Regions from separate parts of the Gossypium hirsutum genome. Here region 1 is linked to region 2. The links are chromatin contacts, called in public Hi-C maps. All regions are on one chromosome and are shown on one strand. The core of a region is the stretch at or near the end of the contact, and the rest is flanking DNA. Distances in the headings are between cores, read along the strand shown. Region 1 has its middle 8.0 kb from the start of LOC107948147. Region 2 holds the start of LOC107945899.

Region 1 (5,300 bases), core at 1,777-4,276, 64 kb before region 2:
TTTAATGAAAAATTATCTCGTACACTGCTGTAGAGTTTTTTAAAACTTCATAAGCGAATTTAGGGTGTGACAAGTGTTTTATAGATATAATAAAAAAATAAATATTTAAATGTCACTTATTGCACGCTCAACCCGTTTATAGAGTCTAAAAATACCATTGGCGGTGTATCAAATAATTACCCCTTTTTTAGCAAGGATAAATCTCAAAATTATACATGAACTTTGATTCAATGTGTAATTTGATACATGAACTTAGATTTGGTATAATTATACACATTAAATTTTAGTTATGGTTCAAATGTATACATGAAACTTCACTTTTAATTCAATCATATACATTTAAATAAATAAATACATCGTTTTATTTTTATATTTGACAAATATAATTATATGTGTATGCAATATGTAAATATAAAATGATGTTCTATTGATAATTGTGTTAATAATTCGTGAGAATCGGTTACACAAAATCAAAATTAACATACGAGTCACATTTATCATTTCATAATCAAGGTGTGAAATCAAAGAAGAGAAAATGAAACGTTGAAGCAAAGGTTTATACTCAACCAAGAAAGTTGATTTATTGTTTGACCCATTGGCATGTTTCATACAAAATTCTTGGTTCTAATCACAGAAAACAAATGCCCAATTGATGTTGAAACTTGCAATTAAAAAACTATGTTAGTTTATGCATGGAACCAATCTTAATGTCCCAATTGGATACCTCTATAGCATCATGAATGGGTTATTAATCTTAAATTTAATCCCATAGACTTTGAATGAGTTCATAAATCACATCATCTTCATAATAAACTTTGTAAGTTGTTAGAAAATAATTTTTAATTTAATGAGGACTTAGTTTGATATATAACATTTGGTCAGCTATATAGCTAGAATAATGCCTCTCTCTCCTTCTTCTTCTTCTTTTTTTTTTAATTTAATCCTCCACAAGCTTCTATTAATTAAAACAATTTGAAATAATAATAGCTCTTTGTTAACTCCATAAAATTTAATTTAATGAGGACTTAGTTTGAATTGGCAATAAATTTTTTTTTTAAAATTTAAAGTAAGGGTTAACTCCATAAAATGCCTTCAAACTTTTGTTAGATTTTAAATTAACCTCTAAATTTCAAAACATTCTAATTGAGTTTTTAAAATATTACGATTTTATCCATCAAGTCTTTTTTTTCAACTTGAATGTCACTCTAGGCATTATATTTCAGTTCGAATATAATATTGAGCATACGCAAAATAGATCTAACTTGTTAAATAGATAGTGTCAATAAAATTAAAGAAGACTATTTTTTTAACACGTCAAATTTATGCTGCCCACACAATAAATATAAATGTGTTTACAATTAATGTCTAAGCTAATGGTTATGTTGATAGAAAGAGTTGATCGATACAATACTAATATTTTAGGACTTAATTGAAATATTTTAAAATTTAATAATCAATATAAAATATAAACCACACTTTGGAAGTCAAATTCCACCACCTCGAAGGCCCAAATGTCCTTTGTAAATTCCCTATAATGTCTGGTTTTGAGGGCATGCAGATGTGTGTGCCCTACAGAAAACATAGAAAAAGTAAAATTTTAATATCTATTATAGTTTTAATTTTAATATTTTTCAAGTTGGTAAATTTTAATTTCTATATTTGTTAAATTTTAATATTTTAGTCTTGACTCAAACGATATTAATTAAATTATGTTATTAGTCTTATATTACATATGTAAATTTAGTTAATATTTTTTAATTTATCCTAGTTCCTTTACACCTTTAATTTTGAAATTTACAATTCATGTGCTAGATTAAACGTTGTACTCTTTAAAATTTTGAAATTTAGTTCATGTATTTTTATTTTTAAAACTTTAATTCATTTCTTTTTGATATTTTAAAATTTAGGTCCAATTGTTAATATCGTTAATTTTTTATTAAATTTATTGGTGTAACATTTTAAATTCTTTTTTTTTTTAAAACCTCACATATGACATTGCGATGAACCTAATTGTTTTAGAAAAAAAAAGAATTATTAGACTTAAATTTTAAAATAAAAAATTAAATTTCTGAATATAAAAATATAAGAACTCATTACCAAAATTTTAAAAATACAAACATATTATATATTTTAATCCAAACACTAAAACAAAATTAAAGTATAAAAATATATATATAAACCCTAAAAAGAACCCTTGGGATGAATGAAAGGAGTTACATAAAACTAAACCCCAAAAACAGGGAGAGGGGTATTAATTGAACCCACCGTCCATTTACTGACTTTCATTCTTCACTCTCTCTCGACACCTCTTTCAATTCCCATCACCTACCTTTATTCATTCACTAACACCCACAACTATTTTTTTGTTTGTTATAATTTTTGCTCTTTCATATTAAATTTAGAATTATTTATAACTTTTTCTAAAGTATAATACACTTTAGAACACTCAAACTTATATTTTCTTACATTAACAACAATATTAATGTCGAACGGGCTATAGCTCAATCAACACTATAATACTCAATTTTGGGCCCGAGCCCGCATAAGCAGAAAACAGAACAAATTCAAATAATATCCATATTACAAACCAAAAATAAGCCCAAATAAAATAGTAAATAGTCCATTTTTACATGGATGTAGCCCGATTACCCTACAATCCAAATCAGCCCGAAACTGAAAAATTTGGAAACCTAGAGTCTTCAACAGCAGCCTTCTTCCTAGCCTTGGCACCGCAGCAACCGCTTCCGCCCCACGTCACCCTTGTTGGTTTTTTTATTTGGTTCTGTTTTTTTTCCTTTTACCGTTTCTTTGTTTTCTTTTACTTGTTTCTTAAAATAAATAAACGAAGTGGAAGAGGAGAGGTTCTTACTAGTAGTGGCGCGTCGTCGATGCCCTTGTTGCGTTTCGTCTGAATCGGAGTTGAAAAGGGAGGAGGTTTCGGTGAGGAGCAGAGAGGGGGAGAAAGCAGTCCTTGCGGTTGCCGTTGCTGAAAAGGGGAATAGGGTTTTGATTAGGGTTTGAATGAGATTTATTTGGTTTGAAAAACGGCACCGTATTAGTGTAACCCAATATCCCATGTGACCCGACCCAGAACCCGACCAGACCTGCGTTTTTTACTGCTCTGGTTTATTTACGCGATTAGTCCCCTTGTTTTATAATGTGTCTAAATTAATTTTTTTATTTCTTTTAAATTTTGCTGCATATTCTATTACTGTTTCAATTTAATCCAGGTTGTTGCGCAGCGTTTTGGAGGAAGGGATTAATTTCCCTTTTGGTCCTCCACTGTTAAACGCGTGTTCTATTTGGCCCATTTGCATTTTATTTATTTTAAATCTGCCTCTGAGTTTTTGTTTACTTTCAATTTAATCCCTAATCTGTTGTTTTAGTTTTTTTTTCAGTTTTTTTATATTATTAATTTTGTTATATTAATTATTATTATATTATTTTATTATTATGCCTATAGGTATGTACACGCATATATATCTTATAATATATATATGTATATATTTTAAATGTTTTTTTAAATAAATACATATACATATTTTATATATTTTACTATTATTTTATTTTCTTAGTCTTTATATATATATACACGTATATACATTTATATTTTATAATATTTATACATTTTCCATACCATATAATCCATATATATTTTTTATAATATATATTTATACACTATTCAAAATTATTTTAAATATATTTTTCGCATTTTTTTATATATACATATATATTCATATTTTCATAAGTTACTACTATATTATACTTATACAATTTTTTATTTTTTTTGTAAATACATGTATATGTTTTATATATATTATTTTATTTTATTTTTATAATTTTTGTATACATGTGTATATATATGCATTGACATTTTATAGTACATATACATGTATAATTTAAATTAAAGTTTGGTTTCATGTTGTACATTAAACATTTTATCATACTTTTAAAGGAAACAATGTTGGTTTTTATTAAAGCATTAAAATCATCTTATTTTGTAAATTTTCAAGATATTTGGCATTCATGATTCTCGAGAAAGATCATGTCCTAACTTACTGGATTTCGATTGTTTTTTCGATGAATTTAGAGAGCCAAGTATTTATTTTGCAATAAAATCACACGGATTCAAATAAAAGCTTATTCTCGGGAATTCAAAAATGTTGGGTCCTAACTCACTGGACATGACATTTTGTCATCTCGAAATAAGAATTTTTAAAAAAGGTAAATAAATAAAGGCAATGTTTGGTATTTGGAATTTTGAGAAATTGTACGCTAACTTACTGGGTTTCGATTCTCTTCATTTTACCTAAATAACCGAATATCCTTCTTAGGTTTAAATGCACGAGTTTTAAAAATCAAAAGACAAACTTAATTTTGAAGATTAAAAATGTTGCGCCCTAACTTACTGGGTGTGACGTTTAAATTCTTTGAAATAAGAACGTCTCATTTTTTAAATTCATTCAGGATAAAAAAGTTTTCTTTTAAAATCTTTTCAAATTTTCGACACCAAGACATTAAACGATCAATTTGGTATCGGTTTTGGGCGTTACGAGGGTGCTAACCCCTTCCTCGTGCGTAACTGGCTCCCGAACCCATTTTTTCAAGTTTCGTAGACCAAACCCGTTTTTAAGGTGAGCCGATCACACCTCCATCAAGGATCGGTGGCGACTCTAATTTTTATTTTTTAAAGTCAACTAAATCTTTGTTTTCAAAAAATTGGTTTCGACAACTTGGCGACTCCGCTGGGGACTGGTTAGAGAGTCGAGCCGTAAATTGATTAATTTTTGTCTTTCGGTCGAGCAATCAAAATTTGTTTTAAAATCGCGATTCCCCCTTATGCATTATTTTCATGATTTTGATCATAATATGTTTGTTTGGTTGGTCCAAATATGTTAATGTGTATTTGTATTTTGCATTGCATAGGTTGGTCAATTTTACCCCTCTAAGTGGAAGTGATAAACTAGTCTTTCGTGAGGTTTTCACCTCCGTGCAGGATAGTGGACCGCTTTTGGGATACATCCGTACCTATGTCTTCGTGAGATTTTCATCTCCGTACAGCCATAGAGAAATGTATTCCCCTGAACTGAACTCGGTCCATATGAGCCTATAATGGGTGAGGATCGAGAAATCTGCTGGTTCGGGTACCTTTGCTCTAGAAGCCAAACCTCATATAGTGAACCTTAGGAACTCACCCTAAGTAGAACTACACTGAACCCTAGTAGATACCCTAATAAGTGTTTTATTATTTCTTGATTGTATTGGATTCAACGTTTATACCTGATACTAACTTGTTATGT
Region 2 (4,538 bases), core at 1,436-3,935:
TGAACATCTTAACAGAAAAAAACCAAGAGAAATTCCCAACCGTCATTCAATGACAATCCTTATCATTCCCTCAATGTGGAATTCTAAATGCAGGATCCATAGGCAGAAATGTATGCTTATAATAAAATCATCATCAAAATACTGATCATCAAAATAAGCTGCACTATTATATTAGTAGAACCATGTACCTTAAAATGTATTCTTGATAAATAAAATCATAACCCATTTTTTACTTTAAAAAAGGGCAGAAATGTATGCTTATAATAGCTACCTAATGACTGTCTCTTTATTTTTCAAAATTGCATTGTAAAAGCTGTAAAAAAGTTTGAACAAGAATATAACATGGAGGCAATTTCACATTGTCTAATGCTACTGCAGCAAAGACGATTATTATCTATCTAAATTGCCTGGACACCCATCATCCAAGATGCCACTGATATATCATCATGAGCATAAGTCTTCAAAGATGCACTGCATGTAATATAAATTAGAAGAAGTGAAACTCAATTTCATTAGGAATTTTAAGCAACATAAGAAGGTATAGTTCGCAACACAACTTTTCAAATGAATGTTTGACTTTTTTCAACTTTGCATGCAAAGCAAAATGATTGGTAATTGACATACAAAATAGATATGCATTTAGCTTAACTGTCATTCAGTTTATAACACATAAATACCTGCAGGTGGACTAGTCTTATAGCACCCAAACTGTATTAATTACTAATGTCAAGAAACCTTGGTTTCTTTTCAGTTTGAAAATCTCAAAGTAGAATGTCTATCTCATTCTTTCAAGATTATAGCAACAACAAATAAAAACTAACCTGTTTGTGTTGATATATTGAGCAAGATTTTTGGAGAGTATAAAAAGTGAACCAGATGCATGCCGGAAATACCTGAAGGGAAGAACATAATAGTATGAAAACACAAAATAGAAAAAATATGGTAATGCAAACATCAAGCTAGATAACTTACGATTTCTCATCCCCAAATTTTATAACATACCTCCTTATTTACAAGACCAAGGAACTCTTCTCGCTCTCTGCTTACAGACTGCATATTAGGAACAAAATGAAGTCAAATCCACATTGCAAGTGATAATGCTAGGAAGATAACAATAAAAGAACAGAATCAACAGTTAACAGTCACAGAAAAAAATATTCAAATAGAGTCCTTACAGATGCTGAAGCTAAAACAACCAATGCACAACTCATTTCATAGAGCTGATCTCTTTTTTCTAACGCTCTTGCTATAGTCTGTTCTTGTGCTTCTCTAGCTGTTGGGACAGTCATCTTTTTCAATGCCACATCCTCTTTTCTAGCTTTAGATTCCTTCATCCTTGCCAGCTCTTCTTCTTCTTTCTCTTCCTCCTCCTACAAATGTACCAATTTAAAACAACCAATGAAATTCAAAGAACTGCATAAGACCAGGAATATTGCTTTTGGGTTTTTTGTTTAAGCTAAGCAGAAAACTTCAAGACTAAATGCCTCTATTTAAAGCTAAGATTATATTAAACTCCTTCAAAGCAAGCAGGGTCAACTGAGCCCCATATGAGGCAAAAATAATAAACAACTTACAATAGAGGAGACTATTCATATGAAAAATAATATAAAACATATTCCTTTTTCAACCTTGATCAGTTCTTCCTGCATCTCAAGGTACTCCAGGTTCCTTCTCCTTTCCGAAACAGAATCTTCAGATGGTAGAGCTATAACACCAATAGTATCCACAACTTCATCAGGTAGAGAAGAAAGCGTAGCCTGAACAGCATCTTCCGGCTTCAGCTTTCCTAATACAGTGAATGCCCTACAGGAGAAATCAGAAAAAATACAGATTAAGGTTGAATTAGGAAAAAAAATAAGAAATGAGTATCAATTGTTGAACTTCAATGCCAGCAAAACATTGCATAAAGACCACATAAAACACAACTCCTGTGATGCCTATGATTCCACCTAAAGAGGAAAAATTCTTCCACGGGAATTCAGAATCAAAACTGAAATTCGAAAGATCAGAAGGTATTTCTCTAAATCTAATGAAAAAGAACAATCCAAAATCAACATTGAGAAACCAGAAAGAAAATAGAGGAGGAAAAGTAATGGGAAATTGGAACGATTAGAAAGAGGTACCCTTAGACATTCTTGAGGGTTTGATAAAACCTGGAATCAAGGCTTTCTTTGTTACGCTGATCTTCTTTGCCATGGCTGCTGCTGTTGTTCTTTCAAACCCCTCTTCTTGCTTACTCCAAACGTTCTACACAGGTATATTGAGAGAATGGTGAGGGTAAAAAGAAAGTAAGAAGAGAAAGTTTAAATAAAACACAAAAATTTCATACTCACATGATAATCTTTGAGATTTATTGGAAAAAATCTCATATGGGAGTTGGGAGTTTGAAGAGAATGTAAAATGGGTAGAAAAGGAAAGAAAAATAATTTTGTATATTACTGGAAGCGTTGAATAGCTATTCATTGGTGAAGGGAGGGAATGCCTATTCAATATTTTTCCGTCATAGAGCTGGAATGGATTCAGGCTATAATATCATTACAGCCAACCAAACTAAAGTTTGGTGGTGGGCCCACCGAATTGGGGGAATGCATTCCTATTCCCCCAACCAAACATGCTGTAAATTTTGTGTCACCCTCAGAAGCGAATATGAGGGTGGTAGCCAAGGGCCGAGGCCCTCCCAAAATTATTATTTTTTTAATCCAGTCATTTTTTATAAATAGAAAACTTATAAATTAATATATAATAAAATTATATTTTGCCCCAAATGAAAATTTTTCAATTCAATCCTCTTATAATAAAGAAATTATAAATTAATATATAATAATATTGTACTTTAATCCTCTAAAAAAGAAAAAAATTATGTTTAGTCCCTTCAAAAATGATGAAATTATAAATTAATATATGATAAACTTATATTTTAATCAATAAAAAAATTATAATTAATTCCAGCCTCTAATAAAAATTCTAAATTCCCCCTAACCACTCTTAACTAGAGGTGTCCATGGGCCTGGCTAAGTTCGGGCCGAGCCCAACCAAAAATTTATGTCCATTTGCTAGGTCGGGTTTGGCCCAAAAAATGGGCCTAAATTTTTATCCAAGCCTGGTTAATATTAAATTTTTATATAATTTTTTAAAAAAATACTAAAAACAATAAAATAAATGTTTCCCAATACATTAAAATAAATTAAATATATATATACTTAAATAACACTAAGACAAGTGCAGCTTAACAAGCAAATGTCTCTAAAATAGTATCAAAATTAACAATAAAACAAGAGTTATACAATATTCAAACAATAACAACAAAATAGTAACAACATAATAGTGAAATTGTAGCAAAATAGTGAGAAAACAACAAGAAAATAAAAAAAAATAGTAGGTTTTTTTTTTCATATTCGGGCCAGGCCTAGGCCAAAAAAGCCTTATTTGATGCCCAGCCTATTTTCTAAATGAACCTTATTTTTTATCCAAATCTATTTTTTTAGACCTATATTTTTACATAAACCCTCCTACTTTTCAAGTAAATCTTTAGACCCAACTAAATAGCCTGACCCATATACAATTTTGCCCTAACCTAATCTCTCTATGAGGCTTTCTTTTAACACCTTCAAAGGCTTTTTATTTTCCCTTTTCAAGAACTCAGATCATACACTAAAATTACATAAACATAGAACATATATGATCTCTATCCTACTTTTATGGATAACTTTCAAATATCAATGTGTCATAGATTCTCAATTAATGATGTCAACTAAAAATTTATTCAAATCCAACATTGATTATACGTAGTTTTAATCAAATAAATAAATAAAACCCTATATTCTTCCACCTTGTTGTTGGTACATCCATTTCTTATTGAATCTTGACATTACAAATCATAAGATTAAGACCCAAATAATGTCTTAAAAATTGAAAAATAAAAAAAATTGTTTTTGCACACCACGTGGCCTGCAGACAGTGACGTAGGAAAAAGCCAAGTGAGACAGACACCTGTACATTGTCCCCACAAGCAGACTTTCAATAAGATACGATATTGGACCAAAAGTTGGACACGTGTCCCATTTATTATAAGCCAATCTTTTTGAACCACAAGATTTTAGACACGTCACCTCAACCTTAAACACCACGTAAGGTGATACCAAGTTTTTTGACTGATGAACTTCCGCGTGTTAAGTCACTATTGGTCTATGGCTCATGTGTGGAAGATATTTGTCCCAAGGCAACTGGTTTTATTGCTAAAGAATATTACGAAGTTTAAGAAAATAGTGATTAATTTATACTAATTTAGTCTAAATTATGTAAACTTTAATATAAAAATAAGAAATATATTTATCAAAAATTTATATAAAAAATAAAAATTAGATAAAAATGATTTATTTAACTTTATTTTTTTATTAAATTCTATTATACTATACATTTTTATGAATTTATTTTTTTATTATAAATTTGTTCTACGTATAAGTTTAAAATTCTATTTGAAACTTAAAAAGATTTGAATAAAAATATTAGATTTAAAAAGTGGAATTGAACAAAATAAA

The links. Hi-C and Micro-C count contacts between places; a contact is called where the count stands out from the background.
Region 1: a contact with region 2 is called in a Hi-C map of leaf, with 3 times the contacts expected there. The contact joins the enhancer-like site here to the promoter of LOC107945899 in region 2. A contact is called at or near these places in 6 of 34 Hi-C or Micro-C datasets (callus, hypocotyl, leaf and 1 more).

The regions. Positions count from the first base shown.
Region 1 is chrD12:41,591,442-41,596,741 of Gossypium_hirsutum_v2.1, reverse strand. No RefSeq gene overlaps it. Among protein-coding and RNA genes, the nearest start is that of LOC107948147, 8.0 kb to the left of the region's middle. Within about 2 kb of position 3,026, at least 9 of the 9 cell types and tissues checked have an H3K27ac peak or open chromatin away from gene starts, as enhancers often do. A contact at or near this core is called in hypocotyl and leaf, where this site is marked.
Region 2 is chrD12:41,527,371-41,531,908 of Gossypium_hirsutum_v2.1, reverse strand. It overlaps LOC107945899, which reads right to left and starts at 2,685. Exons shown (of 7, transcript XM_016880048.2): 1 at 2,334-2,685; 2 at 2,124-2,247; 3 at 1,629-1,803; 4 at 1,176-1,370; 5 at 1,003-1,050; 6 at 822-893; 7 at 1-7. The coding sequence starts at 1,649.